7 separate regions of the Mus musculus genome follow, and all the other regions are linked to region 1. Evidence: chromatin contacts called from public promoter capture Hi-C data. All regions are on one chromosome and are shown on one strand. The core of a region is the stretch at or near the end of the contact, and the rest is flanking DNA. Distances in the headings are between cores, read along the strand shown. Region 1 holds the start of Spdl1 (spindle apparatus coiled-coil protein 1). Region 2 holds the start of Kcnip1 (Kv channel-interacting protein 1). Region 3 holds the start of Pank3 (pantothenate kinase 3). Region 4 has its middle 26 kb from the start of Pank3. Region 5 holds the start of Kcnmb1 (potassium large conductance calcium-activated channel, subfamily M, beta member 1). Region 6 overlaps 4930469K13Rik (RIKEN cDNA 4930469K13 gene). Region 7 overlaps 4930469K13Rik (RIKEN cDNA 4930469K13 gene).

What was found. Promoter capture Hi-C pulls out the DNA fragments that hold promoters and counts their contacts.
Region 2: a promoter capture Hi-C map of hippocampal neurons shows a contact between it and region 1, with 4 times the contacts expected there. The contact joins the promoter of Kcnip1 here to the promoter of Spdl1 in region 1. A contact is called at or near these places in 3 of 39 promoter capture datasets (the C10 cell line, embryonic stem cells and hippocampal neurons).
Region 3: a promoter capture Hi-C map of embryonic stem cells shows a contact between it and region 1, with 9 times the contacts expected there. The contact joins the promoter of Pank3 here to the promoter of Spdl1 in region 1. A contact is called at or near these places in 24 of 39 promoter capture datasets (the 3T3-L1 cell line, 3T3-L1-derived adipocytes, the C10 cell line and 16 more), 1 of 15 datasets of contacts at CTCF or cohesin (pro-B cells), 19 of 484 Hi-C or Micro-C datasets (B cells, CD4 T cells, the G1E-ER4 cell line and 12 more), 26 of 115 datasets of contacts at active chromatin or transcription factors (the 230-238 cell line, the NIH/3T3 cell line, astrocytes and 17 more) and 2 of 9 other capture datasets (embryonic stem cells and macrophages).
Region 4: a promoter capture Hi-C map of hippocampal neurons shows a contact between it and region 1, with 12 times the contacts expected there. The contact joins the enhancer-like site here to the promoter of Spdl1 in region 1. A contact is called at or near these places in 18 of 39 promoter capture datasets (the 3T3-L1 cell line, 3T3-L1-derived adipocytes, the C10 cell line and 10 more) and 2 of 115 datasets of contacts at active chromatin or transcription factors (acute myeloid leukemia and stem cell-derived neural progenitor cells).
Region 5: a contact with region 1 is called in a promoter capture Hi-C map of hippocampal neurons, with 5 times the contacts expected there. The contact joins the promoter of Kcnmb1 here to the promoter of Spdl1 in region 1. A contact is called at or near these places in 6 of 39 promoter capture datasets (the C10 cell line, hippocampal neurons, liver and 2 more) and 2 of 9 other capture datasets (liver and macrophages).
Region 6: a promoter capture Hi-C map of the HPC-7 cell line shows a contact between it and region 1, with 4 times the contacts expected there. The contact joins the enhancer-like site here to the promoter of Spdl1 in region 1. A contact is called at or near these places in 7 of 39 promoter capture datasets (the C10 cell line, the HPC-7 cell line, HPC-7-derived erythroid cells and 4 more), 1 of 115 datasets of contacts at active chromatin or transcription factors (effector CD8 T cells) and 1 of 9 other capture datasets (liver).
Region 7: a contact with region 1 is called in a promoter capture Hi-C map of neutrophils, with 3 times the contacts expected there. The contact joins the enhancer-like site here to the promoter of Spdl1 in region 1. A contact is called at or near these places in 6 of 39 promoter capture datasets (the C10 cell line, HPC-7-derived erythroid cells, hippocampal neurons and 3 more) and 1 of 115 datasets of contacts at active chromatin or transcription factors (double positive thymocytes).

The regions. Positions count from the first base shown.
Region 1 is chr11:34,831,408-34,835,246 of GRCm38.p6, forward strand. It overlaps Spdl1 (spindle apparatus coiled-coil protein 1), which reads right to left and starts at 2,234. Exons shown (of 12, transcript NM_027411.2): 1 at 2,081-2,234.
Region 2 is chr11:33,842,071-33,845,909 of GRCm38.p6, forward strand. Kcnip1 (Kv channel-interacting protein 1) reads right to left here and starts at 1,616. Exons shown (of 9, transcript NM_001190885.2): 1 at 1,060-1,616. The coding sequence starts at 1,120.
Region 3 is chr11:35,767,523-35,771,361 of GRCm38.p6, forward strand. Pank3 (pantothenate kinase 3) reads left to right here and starts at 1,973. Exons shown (of 7, transcript NM_145962.2): 1 at 1,973-2,425. The coding sequence starts at 2,398.
Region 4 is chr11:35,741,943-35,745,781 of GRCm38.p6, forward strand. No RefSeq gene overlaps it. Among named protein-coding and RNA genes, the nearest start is that of Pank3, 26 kb to the right of the region's middle. Within about 2 kb of position 1,864, at least 13 of the 459 cell types and tissues checked have an H3K27ac peak or open chromatin away from gene starts, as enhancers often do. A contact at or near this core is called in hippocampal neurons, where this site is marked.
Region 5 is chr11:33,961,396-33,965,234 of GRCm38.p6, forward strand. Kcnmb1 (potassium large conductance calcium-activated channel, subfamily M, beta member 1) reads left to right here and starts at 1,618. Exons shown (of 4, transcript NM_031169.4): 1 at 1,618-1,931; 2 at 3,282-3,439. The coding sequence starts at 3,306. It also overlaps a transcript of Kcnip1 not described here.
Region 6 is chr11:34,008,717-34,012,555 of GRCm38.p6, forward strand. The region is part of intron 4 of 4930469K13Rik (RIKEN cDNA 4930469K13 gene); the gene reads right to left. Among named protein-coding and RNA genes, the nearest start is that of Gm51857, 28 kb to the left of the region's middle. Within about 2 kb of position 1,680, at least 150 of the 459 cell types and tissues checked have an H3K27ac peak or open chromatin away from gene starts, as enhancers often do. A contact at or near this core is called in the HPC-7 cell line, effector CD8 T cells, liver and 1 more, where this site is marked.
Region 7 is chr11:34,029,388-34,033,226 of GRCm38.p6, forward strand. The region is part of intron 4 of 4930469K13Rik (RIKEN cDNA 4930469K13 gene); the gene reads right to left. Among named protein-coding and RNA genes, the nearest start is that of Lcp2, 16 kb to the right of the region's middle. Within about 2 kb of position 2,229, at least 117 of the 459 cell types and tissues checked have an H3K27ac peak or open chromatin away from gene starts, as enhancers often do. A contact at or near this core is called in double positive thymocytes and neutrophils, where this site is marked.

The DNA of each region.
Region 1 (3,839 bases), core at 984-3,483:
AAGTATCCTCAGGTACTACTCAGGAAGTAAGTGGAAAGCATGTAATGTTTCTGGGAGCCAAAAAGACAAAATTCCTCCAGGAGGTGGAAAGAAACCATCACGGCAAATGATACTAAGGCAAATTAGATGAGAAACTGGAAACTGCAGGTCACTGGCCCAAGGTGGAGAAGTGAGGCAAAAGCCTGGTTAGGATAGGTTTGAGAGCCAGGCAGTGGTGGTGCACGCCTTTAATCCCAGCACTTGGGAGGCAGAGGCAGGTGGATTTCTGAGTTCAAGGCCAGCCTGGTCTACAGAGTGAGTTCCAGGACAGACAGGACTACACAGAGAAACCCTGTCTCAGAAAATCAAAACAAAACAAAACAAAATAGGATAGGTTTGAGAGAAAATAGTAGGCGATACACAGATGTGGCTAAATGACATAAAAATCAAAGTGGAGCTCCAAAGCCTAGTGTGCTAATCACTTTTCACCACAACTTCTCAAAAACCCAACCCGTATAAGGCATTTAAGTGTCAGCAAGTTCTGTGGATGAGCTAGCTATCTGAGCTCAAAGCTCACTTCCACATCCAACTGGCTACATCAATGTGAAAAAGTTTTGTGAGCATCTTGCTTCATCTATCTTAGAGATTCTATAAGATAAAAAGAGTAAAAGGAAACAAACAAACAAACAAAAACAAAAAAGCCGGGAGGTGGTGGCACACACCTTTAATCCCAGCACTCGGGAGGCAGAGGCAGGCAGATATCTGAGTTCGAGGCCAGCCTGGTCTACAAAGTGAGTTCCAGGACAGCCAGGGCTATTCAGAAAAACCTTGTCTCGAAAAACAAACAAAACAAAACAAAAACAAAAACAAAAAGAGTAAAAGGCATCTAACTAGATTAAGAACACATGAATTCTTACTAGGCATCAACAGAAATACCATGCCAGCCAAACGGATTTTAAACTTTTTTTTGGGGGGTGGGGGTAGTTACATTTTCACAAATAAGTACAAGTGAAAACATTTAACCCAAACATCCAAAATGTTACCACTGCAATCTGTAATCATTGAATAGATAAATAAACAAACCCAAGCAAAACTTTCAAGCCCAAAGTTCTCCTGCCTATAGGAGGCTCAGGGATAAAGATGGAGCAGAACCACTGAATGGCACAACTTGAAACCCATCCCATGAGAGAGAGCCAACCCCTGACACTATTAACGACCCCGTGCTATGTTTGCAGCCCTAACATAACTGTGTCTTGAGAGGCTTAACCCAGCAGCAGATGGAAGCAGAAGCAAAGGCCCATCAGGCATCAGGCAGGGCTCTGGGAGTCTCGTGAGGAAGAGTAGGGGATAGAATTGAGCAAGCTGAAGGGGTCAAGGCCACCACAGGAAGACATGCAAGTCAATCAACCTGGACCCATGGGGGCTCACTGAGGCTGAACCACCAACTAAGGAGGATGCAGGGGCTGGACCTAGGCCCCCTACGTATGTGTAGCAGATATGCAGCTTGGTCTTCCTGCAGGTCCCCTAACAATTGAAGCAGGGCTGTCTCTGACTCTGCTGCCTGCCATTGTACCCCTTACCCTACCTGGACCGCCTGGTTGGAACATGCTTATTTAACTCCGCTGGGATTTGATGTCCCAGGATGAGGTGGTACTGGGGGGGGGGGGGGACACGACTCCCCTTCTCTGAGAAAAGAGGGAGGGGTAGTAGTGGGGATAGGGATTGGGGGGCGGGACTGGGAGGAAAGTGGGGAGGGGGCTGCGATTGGGATATAATGTGAATAAAAGAAAAACAACAAAAAAAGTAAATAAGTAAAACATAAGCGAATGAGATGTTACAATGAGACTCCGTCCTGTGTGTCTGCTACATAATTGTAAGTTAATTCAGACTGCACCACTGGCTAAGGGTACTGGAGAATTCAAGACTCGGAGGTCCCAGACCACCCAGCACCGTATTTATCCTTCTGCAGTCAAACCCGCAGCGAAGCGGTCCGACCGAAGACTACACCGACCCGGAAGGCGGCTCCAGAGAACTCAGGTTCCTGAGAACAGGCGTTCCTCCCACCTCCTCCCGGTTCACCCTTCCCGACGCTCGCCCTTACCTCTCTCCTCACGCTTCCTGGCTGCTGCAACCGGAGGCCTGTCCGGAGAGCACTGGACTCCCAGATTCGTGACACTAACTCCACCTCAGCACAGAAATAACTCCCTCTTCACTCGGCAGCAGCACTGCTAAGTAAGCGCCGGGGATTTTTGAATACGGTTCCCGCGAGAACTCACGTTTCTCACGAGATGTCTTGTCCAATCCGCGCCTCCGGGGCAAACGAGTGGGGCGCCTTGCAGAGACTGCGCATGTGCATGCTCCGCGACTTGGGCTTTTGGGCGTTCCTGCTGCTTCGTTTTCTTAGAAGTGTCTGCTTTTAGTGAAGTGTGTTTCTCTGGTTTATTTATTTGTTGTCGTCTTTACCAACGCCAGTGTCGCCGGGTCGGAAGGTATTGTCAGCCCCTCGCTGGCCCGCCTGCAGTCGCCTTTAGGAGCTAAGGCGTTGAGTCTCACCAGGGCCAGCACAGTGCCACCTTCCACTGGGCTCGCCCCAGTTAGGACTGCGAACCACCCTGCCAGCCCTTGCACTTTGCGCAGAGGAAATTAAAGTCTCCTCCAAAGAAAACCTAAGTAATTCAAAATCACCGCAATAGGACTGCTATTGAGACGAACCCAGCTGGTTTTGCAGTACAGCTCGAGGGCATGCGTGTCTAAATAGAAATTCCTTGTAAACTTGCTTATTCTTTACACTTTTAAGCAATGGGAAATCTGGAGAGCTCTAGTAACTGGCACCTGGCATCATATCTTTTTTATCTATGGGCTTGGCTCTATGTCTTTTATCGTGGTTTACTGTGTTGAATCTTTGCCCTCTGTAGATGAAGGTGCCGAAGTGACACATTCCAAAAGTGAATCGGAAACTCCAGTCAGTAACATTCCCGTTTTGTTTTTCTTTATATAACAAAACGTCTGAGAAGGTTTTCACTATTCAGTTTCATCATCATCGTTATTATTTAGCTTTTTGAGACAGGGTCTCTATGTAGCCCTGACTGTCTTGGAACTCTCCCTGCAGACCGGACAAGCGATGAACTCACAGAGATCCTCCAGCCTCTGCCTCGGGAGTGCTGGGATTAGTTTGTTATATTGTACAGTAAATTGTCTCTTGACAAGATCACCAGCGTTTCTTTTTGTTTTTGTTTGTTTTATCATGAGGCCAATCCTGCACTGTACCCCAGTGATTTTTTACCTTCAGTGTCCAGTAGTCAGTGTTTATTTTTCCCCTTTCCTGCATTGCCTCCATTGAGTTTTAATATCTTGATGCTCCACACCCTTTGACTTTCTCACTTCATTTTCATTTGTAGACCGTTATTTCTGATGGAGCTAGACCAGACTTTAAAGGACTGAACTGTTTTAAGATAAACAACAATGATCCATCAAGCAGATATAATCACCACTGAGTTCTTCATTAAATGAAGCAAATTCCATTTCTTCTATCATTCTCAGATTCTTCAACTCAGGAGTCAGGAAGATAACCTCTATCGTTGGCCAGTCATGACTAGTTAATACCTGTAACTAAAATCTTTATGAATTCCTTGTTTTGTTCTTTGATTCAGAGAGAACATATTAAATCACATACTATCTCTCAGGTGCAGTGACATAGACCTTGGAAGGATGTGTGATTAAACGTACTATCAGGGAGTTGCTCACAACACAGTATATTATTTACATATATTTAATATTCTTGAGGCCTGTGCCCCCCAACATAGCTGTAGCCATTTTGTTCCATGCCTGCCAGCTCTTTCATACTGTTGCTGTGATATGCC
Region 2 (3,839 bases), core at 366-2,865, 990 kb before region 1:
TATCTCTGTGTATGATCCCAACCAAGATGAGATGAAACAGGTCCCACTATCACCCTAACACAGCTCTGGTCACTAGCCAGGATAAGGTGTGTGTTGTGCCCCCACCTGTAGTCAGAATATATTAAACATCAGAACTTGGATATTTAAGTGTGAAACTATTTAGAACCCTTCTGCTATCTTCAATGGCTTTTGAGCATTAAGCAAACCAAGCCTGTCATTATCTTTTTTTTTTTTTTCTGATTTGTTTCCAGTCTTCTTGTTTCTATAAGCAACTTTCTGCCTGTTGAAAAGGGGGCCTGCATTGTGTGCTTTTGGCCCAACAAGGTCACTTGACTCCACGTGGCCATCTAATAACTGTCCCACTGAAGATGGGCATGCCACAGCTGGAGAAAGGCAGGCTCCTGACAGGGACATCTCAGGATATGTGAGCTTGTCGCCCCAGCCCCCCTTTTGACAGTTCTCCCCATTCCTCTGAAGTCCTCAGACCACCATAGCAGCACAGCCCTGCTATTTGTTTTTTCCTACAGACTGCTTGTGTCCCAGGACCCGCCTGGGGGCTCTACCACCTGGACGTAGCTGATTCCTTTTGGCTTGCAGAGGTTTTAAGGATGGACCGGTAAATCACCGTTTTCCTCATGATTAGATTCCCAAGTCAGCACCTGGCAAGGCATGGCCATTCCCAAGGAGGCACCCTTGCTGGATGTTCGAGGTTGCACCAACATCAGCCCTCATGGGAGTGGGAAGAGCCTCCCAACATTTCCGCCCACCCCAGAGAACGCAGTTTTCTCCACCTGTGAATCTGCCTGTCTTGCTCCAATACATTCCCTAGAAGAGAAGGGTACCCACACCCCTGCTGGGGCCAGCGTCCACTTCGGCTGCTACCCCTGGGTGTTCACACCAACCCTCCCACGAGGCTCTTAATTCCTTGGATTCATGAGGTTGTCCAAAACCCTCACGGACAGTGGGTTTGGAACTAAGAGAGACAGACGTTTCATCCCAACACAACACCCAGTGCCCCCAAACCTATCCAGGGGAGTAAATAGAGGACAGAGTGCTTACCTTTAGAGGGTCGCCTTTGTTTGGTCTGCAGGGAGGAGAAAGTGCCCATGACGGCCCCCATGGCAGCGAAGACTTGTGTGCGTCTTGGGACCCCAGGCCCTGTCTCTTCCCTCCCCTGAAAAGAAATCGGTGTGGATTGCCCACTTTGAATTGGAGGAGAGGAAAAGCGAGAAAGCAAAAAAGCCCCGAGCAGCTCGCCTGCAGCTTGGTATTCAGAAAACGTGGGGCCGGGGCGCCTGGAGCTCGTGGCTGCTGCCTTCTTCAGCCAGGCACATGCACTGACTCCCAGGGCCAGAGGCTCGCGGGAGCCTTCACAGGCGCCCCCCGGTGCGGGCACCCAGCCGGGCCACTGGCTTCTCCGAGGCCCGAGCCCCGAGCCCCAAAGCCTGCCTGATGTTGGACACGGGGCCGGCGTGCCCGCACGGCCGAGGCTGCCGAGCCCGCGCCGCGTGCGGTGCGGGAGCTGCGCTCCGCCCGCCCGCCCCTGCTGCCACCCGGCCGCTCCGCCCCGCGCTCGGGCTGGATCTCAGGGGGCCGAGTACCAATCATGAATGAACAGCGCCAGGGACTGGTGCGGAGTAGAGCGGGGCTCAGAACCAGGCGCGGGGGATGGTGGGGGAGGCGGCGGAGGCCGCCTGGGGACCGCAGAGGGGCGGGGTGGGGACCTGGCCCTGCTGTCTACAAGGCTCTACTCCTGGCTGTGCGGGACACCGGGGATGTCCTTCTGGGCAGACAGATGTGATCAGGCACCTGGCTGGTGGGTGCAGCTTGGGTAGGAGGCAGCAGGTGACCCCCAGGATGAATATAAATATGTGAGTGTGAGTGAGTGAGTGAGTGTGTGTGTGTGTGTGTGTGTGTGTGTGAGAGAGAGAGAGAGAGAGAGAGAGAGAGAGAGAGAGAGACAGAGACAGAGACAGAGACAGAGACAGAGAGACAGACAGAGAGACAGACAGAGAGACAGAGAGAGAGAAAGGGAGGGCATTAAGATTTCATTTGACTTTAGAGAAAATCATTTAACCACTGCCTACCTTTCTGGTGTGGAGTAAAGTCTGCCCCACCTAAAGAGAGTTGTCATCAAGAAGAAGGGCTCCTTTGAACTCTGTAGGAGGTGTTGGGGACCTGCAGAATCCCCTAGGACCAGAGCTCATTTCTAGTGACAGGAAGTGGGGGAAGTGGGACGAGAAGTAGCTGTGGGTCCCCTTAGGCTCTTGCTACCTGACCCCCTCTTTGTGTTCTCTCTCTCTCTCTCTCTCTCTCTCTCTCTCTCTCTCTCTCTCTCTCTCTCTCTCTCTGTGTGTGTGTGTGTGTGTGTGTGTGTGTGTGTTTGCTCTGTCACCTGCAAATCAGACACCTGTGGGGACAGTACTTGAGTTAGGAACCCAGGGGGTAACTCTTGAATTTAGAAAGCAATCTTCCTTCCATGACCTTCCCTTCAGGTGGCAAGAACCCTCAAGCCCCACTTCAGCTTTCCACTGAAAAGGCAATGATGGAGGACCTGTGGCAACTCCTGGTGGCAACTGATGACAGGTGTCTCCCTAGAAAGCTTTGAATTTCCTCTTCCCCAGCCTAGCTGCCTGTCTGCCCTGTCTGCCTGGACATTCACTGAGGATTCCCTCTGTGTTTGCACTGAGAATCCCCAACCCCCTCTCTTTCCAGACCCCTGTCCAGTCATTTCCTCTGCAGCACACAGACACATGCTGTGTTGGGAGCTCACAGCATCCCTTAACATATGGCGTCATAAACACGCACACATATATGCAACCATGAACATATGGGCACAGGTCCCTCATGCCCACACAGATATTGAGATGCTGCACACAGACTCCAAACCCATAATACACATGAGGTGGGTGGGGTGTGCACCTGTAAGACCCCAGCTAAGACCCTCACATGTGCTCTCAGAGCAGAGTCATCAGCTCCTTCACAATACATAAGCTTGCACATACAGGAGTGTGGTCTGACTCCAGGCACCGAGCCCATTAGCTGCCCCCACAGCTGGCCAGCGCCTTGGCTCAGGGACTCAGAATAGCGTGCTTCACCTCAGCAACACTTACCCCTTGCTCAGATCCCAACATGAGTCCTGTTTTGTGCAGCGGGGGTTGGGGGGAATAATGCACTCAGTATTACATATGCCTTTCATTTGCAATGCCCACTGCTATGGGATTGCACCACCCATGTGATGCTCACAAAGACCCCATAGGCTAGTTGCTTCAGGCCTGCCATCACCATGGAGAGAAACTGAGGCTTGTTCAGAATTAGGGACTTATCTGAGGTTGTCCAGCCAGAACTTATTATTCAGGGCTCTGTCATAATCTCCTAGGGTCATTTATGTTGGCAAATGAAGGCACTAGGGGACCTCTGGGCTGAAAGGTCTGCTCTGAGTTCCGCCTAGGTCAAAGCGTAGACTCTCTACCAGGTGTTTCAGGCTTGCCTGAGCCGTTTCCCCCGCAGTACTGGATGGTGACAGACATAGGAGGCGGTTCTTCTTTCTTGTCCTCTAGAAAAGGCAGGGAAGCCTTAAGTTGGGGTTCCTGGAAGATAACTAGTCTACTGTGACTCAAGGAACAGAGGAAGGCCTTGATGGAGAGAATGTGGTGCTGCCTCAGGCATCTTTACAAGTTCCTCAAAGGTATCATATGGAGACCTACCAAACTGCCCCCCACTGGCTCTGCTAGTCACATGATTTGAATCCTCATACGCAGGATAGTATTTGAGAGGTTACCAAAGGCCAGGATGCCCCTCTCGTTTAGTTGCTACAATCCTCCGAAGAAGCAGCCTAC
Region 3 (3,839 bases), core at 723-3,222, 940 kb after region 1:
ACCAGGCTGGCCTTGAACTAAGAAATCCGCCTGCCTCTGCCTCCCAAGTGCTGGGATTAAAGGCGTGTGCCACCACCGCCCAGCAAAACAAAGGTTTTTTTAAACCAGGAATTTCCAGGGCTAAGGGTAAGCAATAGCTTTTCTGGATTTGGAGTATTCCCATCAGCTCTGGTTACCACACAAATTTGTTTCAAGAAATAATCTTGGGGTAAGAACAAAGGCAGAAAATAAGACAGGGTTTCTTTGTGTAATCTTGGTTGTCCTGGAACTCACAGAGATCTGCCTGTACCTGCCTCCCCAGAACTAGGATTAAAAGTATGGGCCACCATCGCCCTGGTCCTTTCTTATCTCCCCCTTTCCAGCCCCCAATAGGGTGTCTCTGTGTAGCCCTGGCCTTCCTGGAACTTGATCTGTAGACCAGTCTGGCCTGGAACTCAGAAATCTGCCTGTCTATGTTGGGATTAAAGGCATGAGCCACTACCACACACCTGGCTTCTCTCTCTCTCTGCCCTTGCTTTATCAACTGTTTCAGTCTGTCTTGTGTTGCCTATATCTAAATACTTGAGACTTGGTATGTTATGGGGGAGGAGGGTGTTTAGTTACCCTTTGGAGGCAGGGGTGGTCTGACAAACATTACACGGTAAAATCCAAAGAAGAATGTCAAGTGAATCTGAAAGTCGCCAGAACACCAAAGCTAACTTTCCATTATATCCACCAGTACACAGTAATTAAACCAGACCTGCCAGACCCAACTCATTCCCATAAGCTCTAACCTAGTCCCATGAGATGTAATACAGTCTCTAGAGAAAGTCATTGATCAACCGCAAGACTGGTGTCCCCATTACCCAGTCACTTCCTGAAGGCCCCACCTTCTCACACTACTTCATTGAGAAATGAAGCCTCAGTGTGAATTTTGGCTTAGAGCAACTAAATCCAAACTATAGCAATCAGCAAAGGCAGGACAGCAGAGCTCGCCAGTTAGATTGTTTCTTGGAATGCTATCTTCCAGGGCCAACTCCCCAGGGGCAAGCACATGGAGGTTCCTACCAAGCCACATATTGTCAATGACTGAATTCTTTGCCATCTAAGACATAAAAGTGGAGGAGAGGCCATGTCCTTGATACCATCTCTTCCTTTTCCGATGGATGATCTCAAATCACAAGAGGCGTAGAGAAAAGGGTATCCTGGGTTTATTCTGAGAACTGGTGCATCTAATTCTTTTCTCTGAAAGTCACTTTCCTCTTTATAATGAGGAGCTAGACTAGAGAGATCCTGTGAGGAACCTGAAAGGCATGTGCTTTCAAACGTTTTGTTTTATGAGACAGGGTTTCTCTGTAGCTCTGGGTGTCCTGGAACTCGCTCTGTAGACCAGGCTGGCCTCGAATTTCCAGAGATCTGCCTGCCTCTGCCTCCACAGAGTTCAGGGATTAAAGGCGTTGCACCACGACCATACTACAACTTTCAAGTGTTTCGACTGCCTCGTTCCTGCCGTATCTTCACAGTAAATAAAACTCGCATGTGACTCAAAAGGCTGCTAGACTACATTACATTAAATAATAATTATGTAGCAAATGTTACCATCTTTAGTGACCTTCCAACCCCAATATTCAAGGTGTTCCTTTAGCGGATGACTTATCTCATCAAACGTATTCAGTGGTCTGGACCCCTGAATTTTGACACAGCCATCACAGGGAAAAACCATCAAGAGGAAAATCTGCGACTGCGTGACAGCCACAGCGCCCTCAGAGTTCACAACCCCTCTCTTCTTTCAGCCGCTACGAGACCAGAGCCCGGGAATTGCCAGGACCGCCCACGGCTTGCTACCATTGGCGGCCTCCTTGCTGGCGTGACTAAGGCTCCGCCTCTTCCCCGCTGGGACCACTCTGAGGCGATCTCCGGAAGCGGAGGGGGGCTAGAAATAGGGGTCGAGAGGCATCCTGGGCTTTGTAGTCCGCCTGAGCATCTGCCGCAGGAGAGTGGAGCCTCACTCTACGGAGAACTACAACTCCTAGCAGCCCCGCGGAGAGCGAGGCGAGGAGGCCTGAGTCACGTGGGCGCTGGGCCTGGGCGGGCTATTTCTCAGTGCGGCGGCGGCGGCGGCGGCGGCTCGGGGGACCGGGGCCTTTTGTTCGGAGCGGCTGCGGGGGGCCACGGAGCGGCGAGGCCCGCGGCCTTCCCCGGCTCGCTCGGTCCCGGCCGCCCCTTGCGGGGTTGCTGGGCCGCCCCGTGGGCCGCCTGTGGCCTCAGGCGCCGCCGCCCCGCCCTAGGCCCGCCCCACCCGGCCTGAGGGGAGGAACCGGCCGGGCCTCGCCGCGCGGCCCAGCCAGCTCCGGAGTATTCACCTCTCCTCGCTGAGCTCTGCACCCGAGGCTACCCCTCGCGCCTTAGGCCGACGCCATGAAGATCAAGGATGCCAAAAAACCCTGTAAGATGGGACCGGGGACCCGTGGGTTGGGAAGACGGGCCTTGGAGCCTCTGGCGGAGCGGCCCGCTTTAAGCTCGCGACTGTTCTCGGACGCCAGCCAGGGAGGGAAGGGAGGGATCGCTGCAGCCCCAGGTTGCAGGCGGCGGGCTTCCCCACCCCCATGCATGAGGGCCAGGCTCCTGCGGTCCCCCTGCCCGCTGCTCTCTTGCTCCTGCAGATCTGGGAGGTGCACGGGAGAATCTTGACTCGGGTTTTACCAAAATGGGAGCACAGCTACCAGGCCCCTCTTGAAAAGAGGTAGTCATGGCTGTCAGATAGGGGTTGGTACACCACCTCCCTCCCATTTTCCCCAGTTTCTGGGTTTCCTGCGCGTGTCCTTGAAGTCCAGGTGGGTTCCTGGGAGTTGTCAGCCTTGCATTTGGAGCTGTTCAACGCTTGTGCATGTACTCTGCCTGTAGATAAATTAATGGCTTGGGCAGTTTAGAAAATCAGCTGGTTTTGTGTTTTAGGGAGCAGATAAACACCAAGGTTAAACATCGTATTTCAGCTATTTCGAACACATTAATATGGTGATAAATACCTCGAGCTTTTTTCTGTAGTTGTACATGCATATACATGCAAAGGTTCTAACCCTGTTATGAGAGACACATCAAGGTTCACAAGCTGTCTTTTAAATGCCTCTTATTCCTGCGGTTGGCTTGTTTATTGGCTCAGTCTTTGTGAATGTTGTTCTTTCATTCTCTACTAACTGGGCATGTGGGGATCTGTGTTCCTGTCATAGAGGTTTTACAGATTTTAGTGTTTTATGCCATCTACAACTGCGCCTAGAGGTCAGCTGTAAAGGGGGCATGAACATCTTCCCTGCCTGTTCCCATAAACCTCACAGACTCAGCTTCCAACGCAGTCCAGAAACATTTACTTAAAACGTGAGAGTTCTCAGTGCTTAAAGATGAGGAAAGAGAACTTTGCTTCAGTGACTTTTAGTCCCCTCCTTGTACTGGCTCAAAGTGCAGTGCTGCTTCCCTTCCACCTACAGGGCATGGTCCTTAAGAGACAGTGTTTGTTTGTTTTTAGATTATCTGCTTATAGAAAGCATTAATGATGCTTTCGTTTCGTTTCGTTTTGTTTGTTTGTAGACAAGATTTCTCTGCAGCTTTGGCTGTCCTGGAACTCACTTTGTAGACCAGGCTAGCCTCTAACTCAGAAACCTGCCTGCCTCTGCCTGTCTAATGCAGGGATTAAAGGCGTGTGCCACCACACTAACTTTTTACTTCAAATCTGAACCAGGGTGTGGTGGTACACAGCTTTTACCCCAACATTCAGGAAGCAGAGACGAGTAATCTCCCCAAATTCTGAGGCCAGTTGGAGTTATGTGGTGAGATCTTGTCTCAGAAAAACAAAAACAAAAAAAGGA
Region 4 (3,839 bases), core at 614-3,113, 910 kb after region 1:
AATGCCATCACCAAATGAGGCCTTGAGACCTATACCTTCAAAGTACATGGGCAAAAATTATTTTCATTTTTTTCCTCTCCCCCTGTAATGGCTATTCCTGGTTGTCAAGTTGACTATATCTGGAATGAACTACAATCCAGATTTGGAGGGCTCACCTGTGATCCAGATCCTGAGGTTGGAAGACACAGAGGCATAGAGGTCATGAGAAACTTAGATCCAGGCATGGTGGTACATAATCCCAGGATATAATGCCAAGTAGATCTCTGAGTTCAAGGCCAGCCTGGGACAGAGCAAGTTCTAGGTGAAGAAAAGCTTAAATCCAGGCATGGTGGTGCACACCTTTAATCCAAGGAGACAGGCATGCAAATCTCTGAGTTCAAAGTCAATCTGCAGAGCAAGATCCAAGACAGCCAAGCTTAGGCAGTGAAGGAGTTGGAGAACAGAAAGCTGGTGATAATGTAATAAGAACAAGGGGGCCATATTCCAGCTCCTGCAAGCAGCAGAACTCTTCAGTTCCAGCTCTGGCTTTAGAGTGAATAATAGAAGGGACTACTGAAACAATCGATGCTGGTTAGCTGGAGCTAAGAAATTAGCGGTGATTAAGAAGAGACTAACATCACTGAGGTGAAATCTGGGAAGTCTTTTCTGCAAACACATAGAGCATAGCCAAGGTTGTACCTCGTACTGCAGCTGTACTTGGTAATGGGAAAGAGTCACCAAGGTGGTACTGGTTTTGAAGGCATGAAGGGGTTATGAAGAGCAGCTAAGGCTTGGTACTGTGAGAGGCCATGGAAGGCCATTGGTGAAGGTGCAGCCTCAGCTGCAGTTGATAGCCCAGGACTGAAGGGATCATGCAAAGGAGTTGAGGGTTGGTACCATGAAGAGAGCCTATTGGTGAAGTCTAGTTACAGTGTAACACTCCAGCGTAATGGAGATGCCAGTATCATGGAATGATCACCAAGAAAAGCAGTGGCATTGGAGTGGATCGTCCTGAGCTTAGAGTGCTACAGAGGGCAGAGCTGGGAAGTGACGCCAGCCCTTTGGAGGACCCCGGAAGATCATATGAGACATTGAACCAAAAAGCTGTAACATTGAAGTTGCTTTGGAGACCCCAAGATGTTCGAGATGCCAGAGCCGTGGTCTACCTGCTGAGGAATGCACCTAATGGAGTGGAACCAGCCCAGGAAAAAGAAGGACGTTGCAGCCAGTGTTCTGCTAGCAGCCTTCAGATGGGGATGTAGAACTTGCAGCTCCTCCTGCACCATGCCTGTCTAGATGTTGCCATCCTCCCACTTTGATGATAACAGACTGAACCTCTGAATCTGTAAGCCAGCCCCAATTAAATGTTATTCTTATAAGACTTGCCTTGGTCATGGTATCTGTTCACAGCAGCAAAACCCTACCTTAGACACCAACCTTCCCCCAACACTCCACATCCTGCCTAACCTCCCTCTCTCTCCCTGTCCTGTCCAGTAACAGCTGCTGCCCTCCTTTCTTGGCAGCAGGCTGTGGGGGAGCACAAACCAAGTCAAAAGAGTCAAAGGTTAGCATGGGCATTCCTCAGGACAGGGAAGTTGGTGAGCTGGTGGCTGCCCCTTGCAAGCAGGACCAGGACACATTGACAGGCTTTATGATGGAAACAGACCTTTCCCCAACCAATTCTTGTCTCCAGACAACCTGTAGCAGAGGCTGTCAACCATCCCCAAGGTTACCTTCTTCTGTGCGTTGGAGCAGCTGGCTCAGGAAAGGCATCTTCAGCCAGGCTCCTCAGCACCGCGCAGCTCAGCATATCCTTACGGCCAGGGGACCATCTCTTCCAACCTTCCATTGTCTGGCTCATGTTCATCTCTTTTGGCAAGCTTCAGGCACCTTCTGGGGATGAGGCCCAGAGATTCCAACTGTATAATTTTGACTCGGCATCCCAGTTAAACACTTTGATATTTGCGTTTCCCACTGGCATGGCAGGGGATAAAGATGAACAGAGAAATTCATGCTGATTTGAAATTTTAATTTTTCCCTTATTTAGAATGACATTAAATAGCAAATAAATACCATGGTATGCTGAAAGACTGTGTGTGGGAGAAAGGGAAAGGTTTCATAACCTTGTGTGTTTAAGAGAACCTCTCCCCTCTTTATATTTTCTCTGAGTTCAGCTTTTTATTTTTCAATAAGAGGTTGAGTTAAAAAGCCAAACCCCATGTCCGCATCGTTCCTTGTTTCTTCCTTTCATCTTTCCTTCTACTTTCTCCTCAGCTGGGCAGTACTGGGAACAAGGCAGGACCTCCAGATCAGGTGTCACCAGTTGCTAAAACAGGTCCACCAGCCCTGCTCTGCATAGGAGCCTCCTGTGTCCACCTTAGCCAGGGCCTTTGCACATGAGTCAGGCCACAAAGATTCAGGACGTATGCAGGCTCCGTTACTGAAGGGAGTGCTTCTCTGCTCTACGGTCAGCTCATTGCCTTGCATGTATACGCACATGTATGTGGGCATATGTATGCCAGGGCACATGTGCCAGGGGACAACTTACAGGAGTCAGGTCTCCCTCTTGTATGGGTCCTGGGGACTCAACCTTAGGTGGCCAGCTTGACTTGATCTGTTGAGTGACTTGACCTGCTGGGCCATCAGTTATATTTGCATGTAATTGCTCCTCAATTATACTCTCTAACATTTAACTCAATTATACTCTCTAACATTTAACTTGGAGTCAGAAGCTCCCCAAATGGAAAATGAACAAAAAGTGGGTGTGGTGATCTAAATGAGAAATGTCTCCCACGGGCTCAGACATTTATCTGAACACTTGGCTCCTGGCTGTCTCCCTATGTCAAGCTGGCAGCAAAAGATGTAATCCTCCAGCTCCCTGAACCCTCCTGCCAGCTGCTACTGCGCTTGCCCATCTTGATAGACTTAACTCTCCGGAGCTGCGAGTCAAAAGATGCTCTTCTATAAGTTGCTTTGAGCAACAGGAAAGGAACGGACACAGAATGGCACTATGGTTTGCCTATGATACTCCCGCACCCCTGCTCTCACCATAGGTTTCCGTGTTGGAAGCTTAGTCCCCAACTGGTAACATGTTAGAAGGTTCTGAGAACGTTAAAAGCTAGGTCCCAACTGGGAGAAAGACTATTGGGGTTGGGTCCTTGAGCTTGCCCCTGCACTTCCTGTGTGCCATGAAGTGAGGAAACACTTCCAGTGCCACACACTCCTACCACCATGATCTGCCAACCACAGTCCCAGAACCAAAGGAGCCAATGGCTGTGAACTATAATTAATTAACTAATTTCAGAAACTATGAGTGTCTTAGTCAGGGTTTGTATTCCTACACAAAACATCATGACCAAGAAGCAAGTTGGGGAGGAAAGAGTTTATTTGGCTTACACTTCCATACAGCTGTTCATCACCAAGGAAGTCAGGACTGGAACTCAAGCAGGTCAGGAAGCAGGAGCTGATGCAGAGGTCATGGACGGATGTTACTTACTGGATTGTTTCCCCTGGCTTGCTCAGCCTGCTTTCTTATAGAACCCAAGACTACCAGCCCAGAGATGGCACCACCCACAAGGGGCCCTCCCACCCTCAATCACTAATCGAGAAAATGCCTTACAGCTGGATCTCATGGAGGCATTTCCTCAAGGGAGGCTCCTTTCGCTGTGATAATTCCAGGTAGTGTCAAGTTGACACAAAACCAGCCAGTACAATGAGCCAAACAATTAATCCTTCATTCTGAGTTGACGTTGTTGGGTTTATTGTCTCATAGACAAGAAACATGCTCAGTTCATCTGCCTCCTTCCCCAGTGATACAGTAAGTCTAGCTGAGCAAGTCCAACTTCCCCCAACAACTCAGT
Region 5 (3,839 bases), core at 368-2,867, 870 kb before region 1:
TGACCCCTATGCTTTAAGACGTCCTTGTCTGTGGGGCTGGTGGGCAAGAATCAGTGTTGCACCTACAGAGGACTAAGTTCAAATCTCCAGTACCTGTGTAATAAACTGTTCATAGTTAGGTGCCCCAGCACTCAGCTCCAGGCTCAGTGAAAGAACCCTTCCCCCGTTTTTTTCATGACAAGGTTCCTCTGTAGCCCTGGCTGTTCTGGAACTCTCTATAAGGGGCAGCCTCGATCTCACTGAGATCCACCTGCCTCTGCTTCCTGAGTGCTGGGATTAAAGGCGGGTCCCACTGCTGCTCAGCCGAAAGGTCCTTCCTGAGGTGGGCCAGATGGAGAAAAACACCCAATGTCTCCCTTTGGTTTCCATGAATGCATGCATGTGTGAAAATATCAAGTACACACACATATACACAATATCATACACACATAATACACACACCATACCTATCCAAACACACACATATCACACACACATGCACAAATCATTTAAGCACCACACACACATGCAGGCACATGCACACTAATAAATCTCCAGTTGCTATGAGGCAACTAAACAGGTAGTTGTCTCTCTAGTTAGAGTCAGTGACTAAAGGGGGATGGGGTGCTGTTCACCCCCCAGAGTGTCAAGGAGCCTTGAGTGACAACTTTCTTTCTGGGCCTTAGAGGGCCCTGATTATCAGGTGTTAGGCTTAGGTGAGAGGTGCTAACACCTAGTGATCAGGAATATCTAAGATGCACCCACTGCCCTGGGCCTGGGGACACCAGAGGCTACTTCTAGAACTTTAGGTGGCTGGAGACATAACAGAGGTATGGTTTGAGGTGTTAGAACAGTCCCTTGGTGGCAGAGATGGCTGGGATTTGACACTGGGAGGGGCCAACTTCCAATCTGTCTCTGTTCATCAAGTAGAGAAACTCTGGACCAGGCATCAAGTTCTGTGCAGATGACTAGCAGGGCACCAAGGTGTAAGGAGGGCGGGGCGGGGGCGGGGCCGGGGTTGGGGCAGGGGTGGGGCGGGGCTTGTTCTTGCTTTCCCAACTCTTACAGTGCTCTCTTTATCCACAAGGACCCGGAGTGCAAAAGCAGGTTTGCCCCCCACCCCTACCTCCAGTACCAATGTTCAGTTGTCGTATTGGCTGCAATAACTTTCTGCCTATGAAGCAGAGTCAGTCTGTGGGAGGTCCCCAGCATGGCACTGTCCCTGGACCTGGACGGCTGGCCGGAAGCAGCTGTGGGACCCACCGCTACCAGCCTCAGCCCCAGTGGTCTTTAAAAGGCGGAATTTCCTCCTTTCTCTGAACTCCATCTCTAACTTAACAATCCAGAATAAAGTTAAGTTTTCAAAATGCTATTAATTATAGAAGGGAGAAGACAGAGGTCCAGAGAGGTTCAGTGACTTGTTCAGAGTCACACAGGAAGTCAGGGACAAAGGTGGGAGGCTTTGGCTGCACTGGTGTGGATATAACATGGGCTAGTGACAAGCCCAACCCCTCTACCTCCCTCCCCTGCACTACACAAGGAAGATCATTTCCTATTCCTGGCTTCTCTGCCAGCCTGAAAGACGGAGTGTAGAAGAAACATTTTTGTACATATATCAGGATGGCCTTGTGGGGTGGGTAATGGCTTTTGCTGTTTGACATCTGTTTCCCAGGAGACTCTGGGAAATGCAGGGGCAGAGTCCCCAACAGCAGCTGAGGGCTGTGAGGCTAGGTACCTGCTTGTGGAGTTTTTATCCCGGGGCAAGCTGTGTGCTCAGACTTGACCATGTTTGGGCATGGAGGCTCGACCCAGATGGGACTGAGACTGCTTCCCTGGAGACCAGCTGGGAGACCAAACTTCCTGCTAGAGCTCCCAGGCCTGACTTGGGGTGGGGGTGGGGGTGGGGCGAGTGGAGAGAAACCATCTGCCAGCCAGCGGAGACCCAGAGAACTGTGAGTGCTACATCCCAGAGAGCTTGGGAAGGGCTTCTAGGAAGCCGGGGCTGAGGGGAGATGGTGGGAGACAGCAGCCTGTGATGGCATGGATAGGGTGGTGAAAATCCCTACCTCTCCTGATGCCCATCAGAGTTCTGGCACCGGAGGGCCTGCCTGGCCTGTTGACCCTGGTCTGGGCGTCTCTTTTGTGGCCAGCCAGTCAGGACCAGTGTTGTCACTTGTCATCAGGATAGGGATCGACAAACAGGCCTGGCAGAGTGCACCAAGCTCCTTCAATTCCTCAGTTAATGATGGCGCCTGTTTATGGAGGGCATCACTTATTTATGAGGTGACGCTCAGCAGTGTTGGTGGGTCTACATCAGGACCCTGAGGAGGGCACTATTGTTCTTGTTTTAACAGTCATATGGTTGCTAAGTAGAAAAGCCAGGACTCGGTCTTATATCTGATGGCCTCTCTTCTCTAAACTCCCCCAAAACCCTTACATACTCTATCCCCAGTCCTTCTAAGGAAGAGATCAACAACCCAACAGTTATGCCACATAGGACTCTTCTTTAACCCTTTCCAACTTTCCTAGATCAAGCCCAGACCTCAGGTGACTTTTCTACAGAATTCCATCCAAGGAGTCCTGAGATACTTAATGTTTCACATCCGGCATAGTCTCCCTGAAATCTCTTCTGTTATCATGGAAACCCATTTCTTCCTGTCTCAGGCCACAGTGCATATCAGAGCTTCATATCCTTCTTGCTGGAGGTTCTCATTAGGCCCATCCCAGATTCCCACCTAAGCTTTACATTTAAACTGAACTCACTTCATGTAGCTGGTGAGCCATCGGGACATTACAGGCACAACCAGTCACAGGAGCGAGACCTCTCAGGAACAGGTGACATCCTTCCTTCCTTTCCCTTCTGAGCTTCCATGCTGTAGCCTTGAGCAGACTCCTGCTGTCATTTATCTTGGGAATGCTCAGGAGTCTAGGAGGGCTCACTGGAAAAAGCCAGCACCACAAGGAAATCCCCTCAAGTGTACTGGGCTTCTCCTGGAGATAATTGGTGATAATGGATCCTGAGTATTTAAAAGCTAACTGTAGGCTGTTACCAGAGGCCAGAGCAGACCTCTGTAAGAAAGCTCCATGTAAGTTGCAAAGCTCCACGTATTATCATACTTAAATAAGAGCAATGTTGTTATTTGGTTGCATCCCCTCATGCCTGCCTGCCTTCCTTCCTTCCTTCCTTCCTTCCTTCCTTCCTTCCTTCCTTCCTTCCTTCCTTCCTTCCTTCCTTCCTTCCTTCCTTCTTATGAACCTATCACTTGGGCTAATCTCACTTCTCTTTGCCTTCTTGGTGCTAGAAATGACTGTTGCCTCCAGTGGCCATGGGGAAGAAGCTGGTGATGGCCCAGAAGCGCGGAGAGACACGAGCCCTCTGCCTGGGAGTGGCAATGGTAGTGTGTGCTGCCATCACCTACTACGTCCTGGGTACAACTGTGCTGCCCCTCTACCAGAAAAGGTATGGATGTCTCCACTTCCTGGATTGACCTACCCTACCCTTGACCCGTCACGGTAGTCAGGACAGACGAGGCATTCGTCATCTTCAGGCTCAGGGGTTCCAGTTCTGGGGGAGCAGAGGAGTGAGAGACTCCCCAGTTGGGACTGGTGATGACAGGTGCAGGATTCCTTGGGGGTGGGGGTGGAGCTCACAATGGCAGACTCTGGCTGCAGTCTGCACAAATGCCTCTGAGATGGGAGATTCCTCTTTGATGAGCATGCCTTTCCTTACCTGGGTTTTCCCAATAAGCAGAGAGTCTTTGCACTGTGACATCTGTTCCCACGAAGTTTATGGAGGAATCTCAGAGAGTGCAGTGTACCCTCGTGCCTCACACTCTGTGACATGTCATCCCTCCAGCCTT
Region 6 (3,839 bases), core at 430-2,929, 820 kb before region 1:
TGGTACTGCTTCCCTAGGCTCGCCTATGAGGAGCTGACTGCACAGGGCCAAGGTGAGAGACGCTTCAGCCACAGAGCACAGTCCCATAATCTCCTGGTAAGAATCGTGATGTCATGATATGGTCCAAGATGAAACGTTGGGGTTTTTATCACACCCAGACCAGCTGAAGGCTTGTAGGCTAATTGATGTTTAGCTTTGCAGAAGGCAAGTTACGTTTTCTTTGTTAAACAGACTTTCCTTTAGCTGTAGTCGAAGAGGTGAGGCGAATGAGAAGCTACTCTGCCCTCTGCTGGGGAGGAACTGCAATGTCTCAGTTAATAGCAACCGAGGAGCTAGGACTCCTGCCACCTGGGTTTGCAGGTTATCTGAGTGGCTAACCGGACTGTGGCCAGGTCTTGTTCTGGAAGCATCTTTCTAAAACATCTTGCTTTCTGTTCTTCACTGTGAGTTTGTCAGGATCAAAACCAAGGCAGCTTTTGCCATTCCTGACCAAAAAAAAAAAGAAGAGAAGAGAAGAGAAGAGAAGAGAAGAGAAGAGAAGAGGAGGGGAGGGGAGGGGAGGGGAGGGGAGGGGAGGGGAGGGGAGGGGAGGGGAGGGGAGGGGAGGGGAGGGGAGGGGAGGGGAGGGGAGGGGAGGGGAGGGGAGGGGAGGGGAGGGAAGGAAAAAGAAAAGAAACCATAGCGGAGACTTGTAAAGGCAACAGTAACGATCACTCAGTCAGAACCGCAGCTTTGCACAAAGGCCACCATGACCCTACATAAAAACGTTTCTCCAGAGATACCTGCTCAGCCACTTCCTGTCACCCACAGACTTCCATCACCCTGGCTAGTAATTCTCATGGCCAAAGTGGATTGTATTATAATATCTTCTTTACGTATCTTCAAATTTTGCCTTCAGAAGCCTTGAATCCACACACACAATGACCTGTACAGTCTGGCGGCCAGTTCTCTGTTGTGCCTAAGTTGTTGTCATTGTGCTCGTGGAGGCTGTCTGCCACTGGGCAAGACTGTGTGTCGTCTCTGGTGGCTCATGTGTGTCCCCAGAAAACCTCTGGGAGAAGTTCTTTCTAGCAAAACTTCAGCTAAGAATATCTGTTTCTAATGTTTCTTTTCTCCCCCAAAACCGGGCCCAGGTTTCTCTCTGATCTCTAGGTTCAGGAAGGTGTCTTTTGTTGACTGGTGACTGTTTGAAACTCTGTCTTCCTGTGGTTTCACCAGCCGGTGCTGTTGTTTTCCACTCTCCTGATGCTGGGATTGGCGCAATGCTCTCGGCCCACCCTGTGACTCAGTGGTGGAGAGAGGGCTCTGCTTCCTCAAGGAGCTGCTAAGAGTATTGGTCAACCTCACTATCACCAGGGAGTGTCTCTGAGGTAGACTCTGAGTAGCCTAGGAGGGAGGCTGCCAGCAGAACTGACCCCCGCCCCCACACCCCAGGCCAGCAAGCAGGTCAGAGCTGCAACTGCTTCTAGACTCCTCACTGCCTACCCTGTGAGCTGAAGGACCAGGATGGCAGGAGGCACATCGAAGCGTTTGCACTGGAGAAAGGAAAGGAATCAGAAGAGGTCTGATCAGAACCTTCATGACAGTTCACCTCCCTGTCTTCCAGGGAACCACAGGGCCAGCCCCTAAGGGCGGTCACCTCCCCAGCAGGCCTCATCTCCTCTCCCACTGTGATGCAATGGAGGAAAGAGTGTCCACGTCATTCTCTTCTCTGCTTAGATTGTCCTGATGTGGGCCAAGGAGAGCACTGACAGTCCTCACCACTTCCTTCACAACCTGGGGTTTTAGGAACGTGGGATGGGCTGAAGAGGGAGGCAGGGGGGGCTGGAGGGTGCTGTGGGGCTCCTTCACCTTCTCTCTCCAAAGGCTGCTGCTCCCAGGGAAAGTTTGGAAACCTCAGAGCAATTGAGGTGCCAAATATTAATGGCATGCTCCCCTTCCCATGCCCTATCGTTGAATGCAGATACAAGAACCTCCTTCCTACTCTGACTCTGCAGACTCTTGTAAAGGACCCCCTGCTGCTCACATTCCTTCTCTGCTAGCCCAGCTGCACCCATAAGTCCCAGGCCCTGCAGATTTCAAGACCTTGACTGGGGAAACAACATCCTTTCTGGGAACAGGGAACATGCTCCTCCCAGACTGTCAAACAGTTGTCGGGTGGGAATTTCCCTTGGGGTTAGGACCACATCTTCTCAGTAACTTCCTCTGGCCTCAAACAGTACAAGTCTTGTGCCCCAAACAAAATGGAATTGCCTGTGACTCATATCCAGCCCTAGCTTTTGAGAAATCTACTTCCTGAGGTTGGGGGCTGGAAGTGTAGAAGTGAGTGTGTGCATGTGTGCTGAGTGAGAGAGCGCGTGTGCTCTGGGAGTCTTCCAGAGGAAGCAGCTGCATTCTAGCGTCTGGGCTGGGGAATTCTAGCTTTAAACCATCTGTTTTCTTACAAGGTTGTCCTCTGGCACCTCCCAAACATGTCTAGACATTTTACCTTTATTATTATTTTTTTGTTTTGTTTTGTTTTATTTTATTTATTTATTTATTTATTTATTTATTTATTTATTTATTTATTTATTATATGTAAGTACTCTGTAGCTGTCTTCAGACACTCCAGAAGATGGCATCAGATTTCATTACGGATGGCTGTTAGCCACCATGTGGTTGCTGGGATTTGAACTCAGGACCTTTGGAAGAGCAGTCGGTGCTCTTAACCGCTGAGCCATCTCACCAGCCCCTTACCTTTATTATTATGAGTTATTTATTTACATGCTTTTGGTAGTGTGCGTTCATGTATATGCATGTGCAGACATGTGTCAGTAGAAATGTAGAAGTCAGCTTATCACTTCTTTCTGTCTACCATGTGGGCACTGGGAATTGAACCCAGGTCCTCAGCCTTAGCAGCAAGCACCTTTACCCACTAAGCCATCTCACCACTCCTCTATTTATTTTCTATTTTCTGTGTATGGATGCTTTCCCCTGTGTATATATGTGCACTGTGTGTGTGTGTGTGTGTGTGTGTGTGTGTGTGTGTGTGTGTGTAACTGGAGTCACAGATGGTTGAGAATTGGTGCTGGGAATTGAACCTAGGTCCTCTGTAACAGCAATAGTGCCCATCCCTTCCCTCTCTTTTTATTTATTTATTTTTCTTAAGGAGAAGAAAAACAAAGTAGAACTACATGAAAACAGAGAAGAAGCAGGCCATGTACCCCTGAAGTAAATTTCCCACAGGCAGTGGGAATGGAGAGATGTCTGTAAGGCAGCCTGCAGTCTGAGGCTTCGAGCCTCTCAGTTCTCAGCTCCCTCATCAGTCTTGGATTCCATGCCCAGTGGAGAAGAAGCCAGAGGGCCCTCTGTGAGGGCGCTGCCACTTGCTTAGGAGGCAGCCCTGCTGGTGTTGGCCAGGGTATGTTCTGAGGGAATCAGGTTTGAAGCTGTTTTCGTTTTGCATATTGTTATTGCTGCAACAAGGAAATGTCAGTAGGGAGAAAGACAAAATGGGGAACTGAGACACATGGGAGTTTTGGCATTTTCTTTATTCTCTCCCCCTCCCCCTCCCTTTCCCTCTCCCCCTTCCTCTCCTTCTGTGTATCCCTGGCTGGCCTGGAACTCACTGTGTAGACCAGGCTAGTTTCTGACTCCCTAGTGGATTTTTGAAACACTGTTAGAACAATGAAGCTTTCTGATGGCTTAGCCAAACTTCAGCATCTGTCTTAGTACAAGAAAAGAAAGGGGCTCATGCCTGTCAACATCTGCTTTGTAAGAATCTAACAGAACCACATTATCTAATCTTCCTCTCTCAAACTCAGACGTGCTTGCCTCTCCCTTTCATGGTGGAGAAACTG
Region 7 (3,839 bases), core at 979-3,478, 800 kb before region 1:
ATCAGCATCCAGTAACAAACCCTGAAGAAATAATCACAGCCATGGGCAGCCACTGAAGTAAACGCAGGCTTGTTTCTGAGCTACAATAACGAAAACTTGGAACCAACTTAAATACCCAAGCAGAGGGAATCGCTGGAATAAATTCTGGTACCTGCATTCTGCAGGACGCTCAGCAGCCATTAAAAAGCCGCTTTGGGATGGCATTCAATCACAAGCAAAGCTATTCACAATATGTTGCGTGTATGAAACAACTTTTAAAAAATGCCCCTCAGGGGTGCTAAATTAAATAAGCAGAGGCCTTTAGCTAGAGGGTGCCTCTGTTCTCAAGTTCCCATGAAACAAACTACACGGTAGCTTGGTATATAGACAAACTGAAGCCTAAGAGCCATTTTTACTTTTAGGTTTTGGTAATAGTTGGCCAGGTTTCAGCCAATCGTAAACAGCTGAGTTTTAACTGATCAGAGGTAGCCATCGTGTCACGAAGCATTCAGCTGTAGCCAATCGGGTAATCCCTCTGCTTTCCTTTTGTATCTGGCTTCTAAAGTCCAGTCCCTCATATTGTGATCTGCTCAGCCTCTGACTCTCAGTCCCTCATACTGTGATCTGCTCAGCCTCTGACTCTCAGTCCCTCTCATATTGTGATCTGCTCAGCCTCTGACTCTCAGTCCCTCATACTGTGATCTGCTTACTCTCTGACTCCCAGTCCCTCATACTGTGATCTGCTCAGCCTCTGACTCTCAGTCCCTCATACTGTGATCTGCTCAGCCTCTGACTCTCAGTCCCTCATACTGTGATCTGCTCAGCCTCTGACTCTCAGTCCCTCTCATACTGTGATCTGCTCAGCCTCTGACTCTCAGTCCCTCATACTGTGATCTGCTCAGCCTCTGACTCTCAGTCCCTCTCATACTGTGATCTGCTCAGCCTCTGACTCTCAGTCCCTCTCATACTGTGATCTGCTCAGCCTCTGACTCTCAGTCCCTCATACTGTGATCTGCTCAGCCTCTGACTCTCAGTCCCTCTCATACTGTGATCTGCTCAGCCTCTGACTCCCAGTCCCTCATACTGTGATCTGCTCAGCCTCTGACTCTCAGTCCCTCTCATACTGTGATCTGCTCAGCCTCTGACTCTCAGTCCCTCTCATACTGTGATCTGCTCAGCCTCTGACTCTCAGTCCCTCATACTGTGATCTGCTCAGCCTCTGACTCTCAGCTGCTTTTGAGTTCTGCAGGCTCACGAGTTGTCCTTTGCCCAAATGAATGCTGCTACCGCTGTCTAAAGTTGTTCACTGTTAGAGAACTGCGTGAAAAGTGCTATCTCATTTGAGAAGTGAGAAAGGCTGAGGCTGGAGAGATGGATCAGCAGTTCAAAGTCCTTGCTGCTCTTCCAAAGAACCCAAGCTTGGTTCTCATCAGCCATGCCAGGGGCTCACAGCCACCTGTCACTCAAATTCCAAGGAATCAGGTACCCTCTTATGACCTACACAGGCATCTTTATAGATAGCAGTGCATGCCACACACACACACACACACACACACACACACACACACATCTTTTAAAATAGTGAGAAATTTTTCTTTTATGAAGTGAAATGGCAGCGTTTTTATTATTGTTCTGATTTTTTTCCACCTCTGTACTTTAATGTTTCCATAATGGTTATGTTTTACTTCTGCATACAAAAACAAAACAAAACAAAAAACAAAACAAAACGAAAAACACACAAAAAAACATAATGTTGTGCAAATGAAATAAGTCACAGACAGCTAGAAGGGATATGACTGGTGAATATATGCAAGGCCAGCTTCCTCTATTGACCCCCTCTATCTTCCTCCCATACCTTCCGACCCATTTCAATGCTGTAGAAAAGGGACAAGGACACACTACATTCTAAACAGGTATCTCAGAGGTTTCCCGGAAGTGCAGAAATCCCTGTGCCACTTGCTGTGTTATGCAGAGGGAGCTTAGTCTCTCAGTCTCTGAGTACTTGAAGGGTGTTCTTAACTCATCTGGTGTACTTCTGACCCTCTAACCCTTACTGAACCCATAAATCCCCCACGGGGTCAAGCTGTTTAGAAGAAAGAAAGAGGAAGTTGAAGAGCCATCATATCTGGAAAGATCCCTATATGCTGAGAAGTTGAAAGAGGAAGTGAACTTTCCCAGAGTCCTTGGCAGGAGGGCTGCAGCCTATGAGCGCTATCAGATCAGCCTCGGAACCAACGAGCAGAGCTAACCAACTTTTCAATCAGGCGGGGAGGAGGGGTGAGTAGACAGGGAGGATGTAGGTCAAAGGCTATGGGCAGAGGTGGTGGAAGGCACCCCACAGCACTGAAACAGCAGAGAAAGACAAGTAACTTCTTGGCAGAGTTTACAGGCATGCAGCAGCAGCAGGTAGCCATGACTGGTGTCTCTGCCCTGATTACAAAAAGCCTCCTTGGTCTTGTGTGGGGGCAGAAGACAAACTTGTTAGGGCGCTCAGCCAGTTACAGTGGGAAAGGGGGCAAAAGTGGAAAAGTGGCTAGCTCCGGAGACTTATAATGCTTGCGGGAGTCTCCAGGCAAAGCCACGCCCCCCTCCCTTTCCCGATGCCCTATCTTACTCCCCAGACCCAACCTTCCAGGGAGAGTTTTCACCCAGCTATATATGGTACCCGTCAGCAGGAGGAAACACGTCCCGATCATCCAATCCTCCAAGAAGCCCCCATTGTGCTTGCATTGGCACAGTGGCCAGTTTTCTTCGGCATAGCTTGATGGTTACAGCTACCTTGTGCTCATCTCTCTCTTTGCTTGAGTGGGAAGCTAATTTCTCTGAGGGTGGAACCTTGTCGGCCTGTTCATTGCCATAACCTAAGTGCTTAGGAAAATGCCTTATAATACAGTGTGATTCAACTGAAAACTTGCCAAACGAACAGACAAGCAAACAAGGAGTGTACACAGGGTAAAGAAAAGCTCAGAGTTAGATTCAGACGCTAGGGCTGAGCCCAACTTCATGTCTAACCCTCAGCGGCTACCACAGAGTCAGCGTTCTGACTGTGATGGGGATATGCAGCACTGTGGGGTTGCAAAATGCCCAGAGTGCATCCGACATTCTAAAGGGTTCTTAATTGTTCTGTTATTCAGGAAAGGGAGGCTTTTGCTGTGGGATGGAGTGAGAGACCAGGTTGGACAGCAAGCAGGGGAGGCATGCCCCGTTTCTCAGGAAGGGGGGAAGAGTAGGACGGTCAAGTTTAAGGACCCCTCTATCACCACACAGATGGGAAGCAAAGCCCGGAGCTATGCTTAGATGGGATCCCAAGTTTCATGTATGAAGAACATAATCCTCAAACCACATGCTAGTGTTATTGGAGAAGTGAGAGCCTTTGGGAGAGATAGGGTCTTGAATGGCCTGTGGCCTAATGAATTCACGAGTTGCTGCAGGAATTCCTCAGTTGTAAAAGCCCCTCTACCTCTCCATTTGGCTTTACAAAGAGAGGTCCTTTGCATGTTTTCATGCAGCAAGAGGTCACTATCAGATACCAGTGCCACCATGAATTCTTTATAAACCACCCATTAATGGAAAATGGACTATAGTGCCCTGTTATGGGGTCTCTCTGCTCATGAAGACAGATTTGATGTTTCTGCTATCAGTCCCTGCATAGGTACCAGAACAAACTGCACGCCCACCACCAGAGCTCAGCAGCACCCATAGCTGAGCAAGGATGATGACCTAGTTGACTTTCCACATTCTATATCCCGCATCACCTTCCTGTCTGGAGTCAGTCTTTGCATCTCACCACACAGACTGCTGGAGGAGAAAAACCAGGTTAGGCATCCTAGCATCTTTTCCTGGACCTGATGCAGTGACTC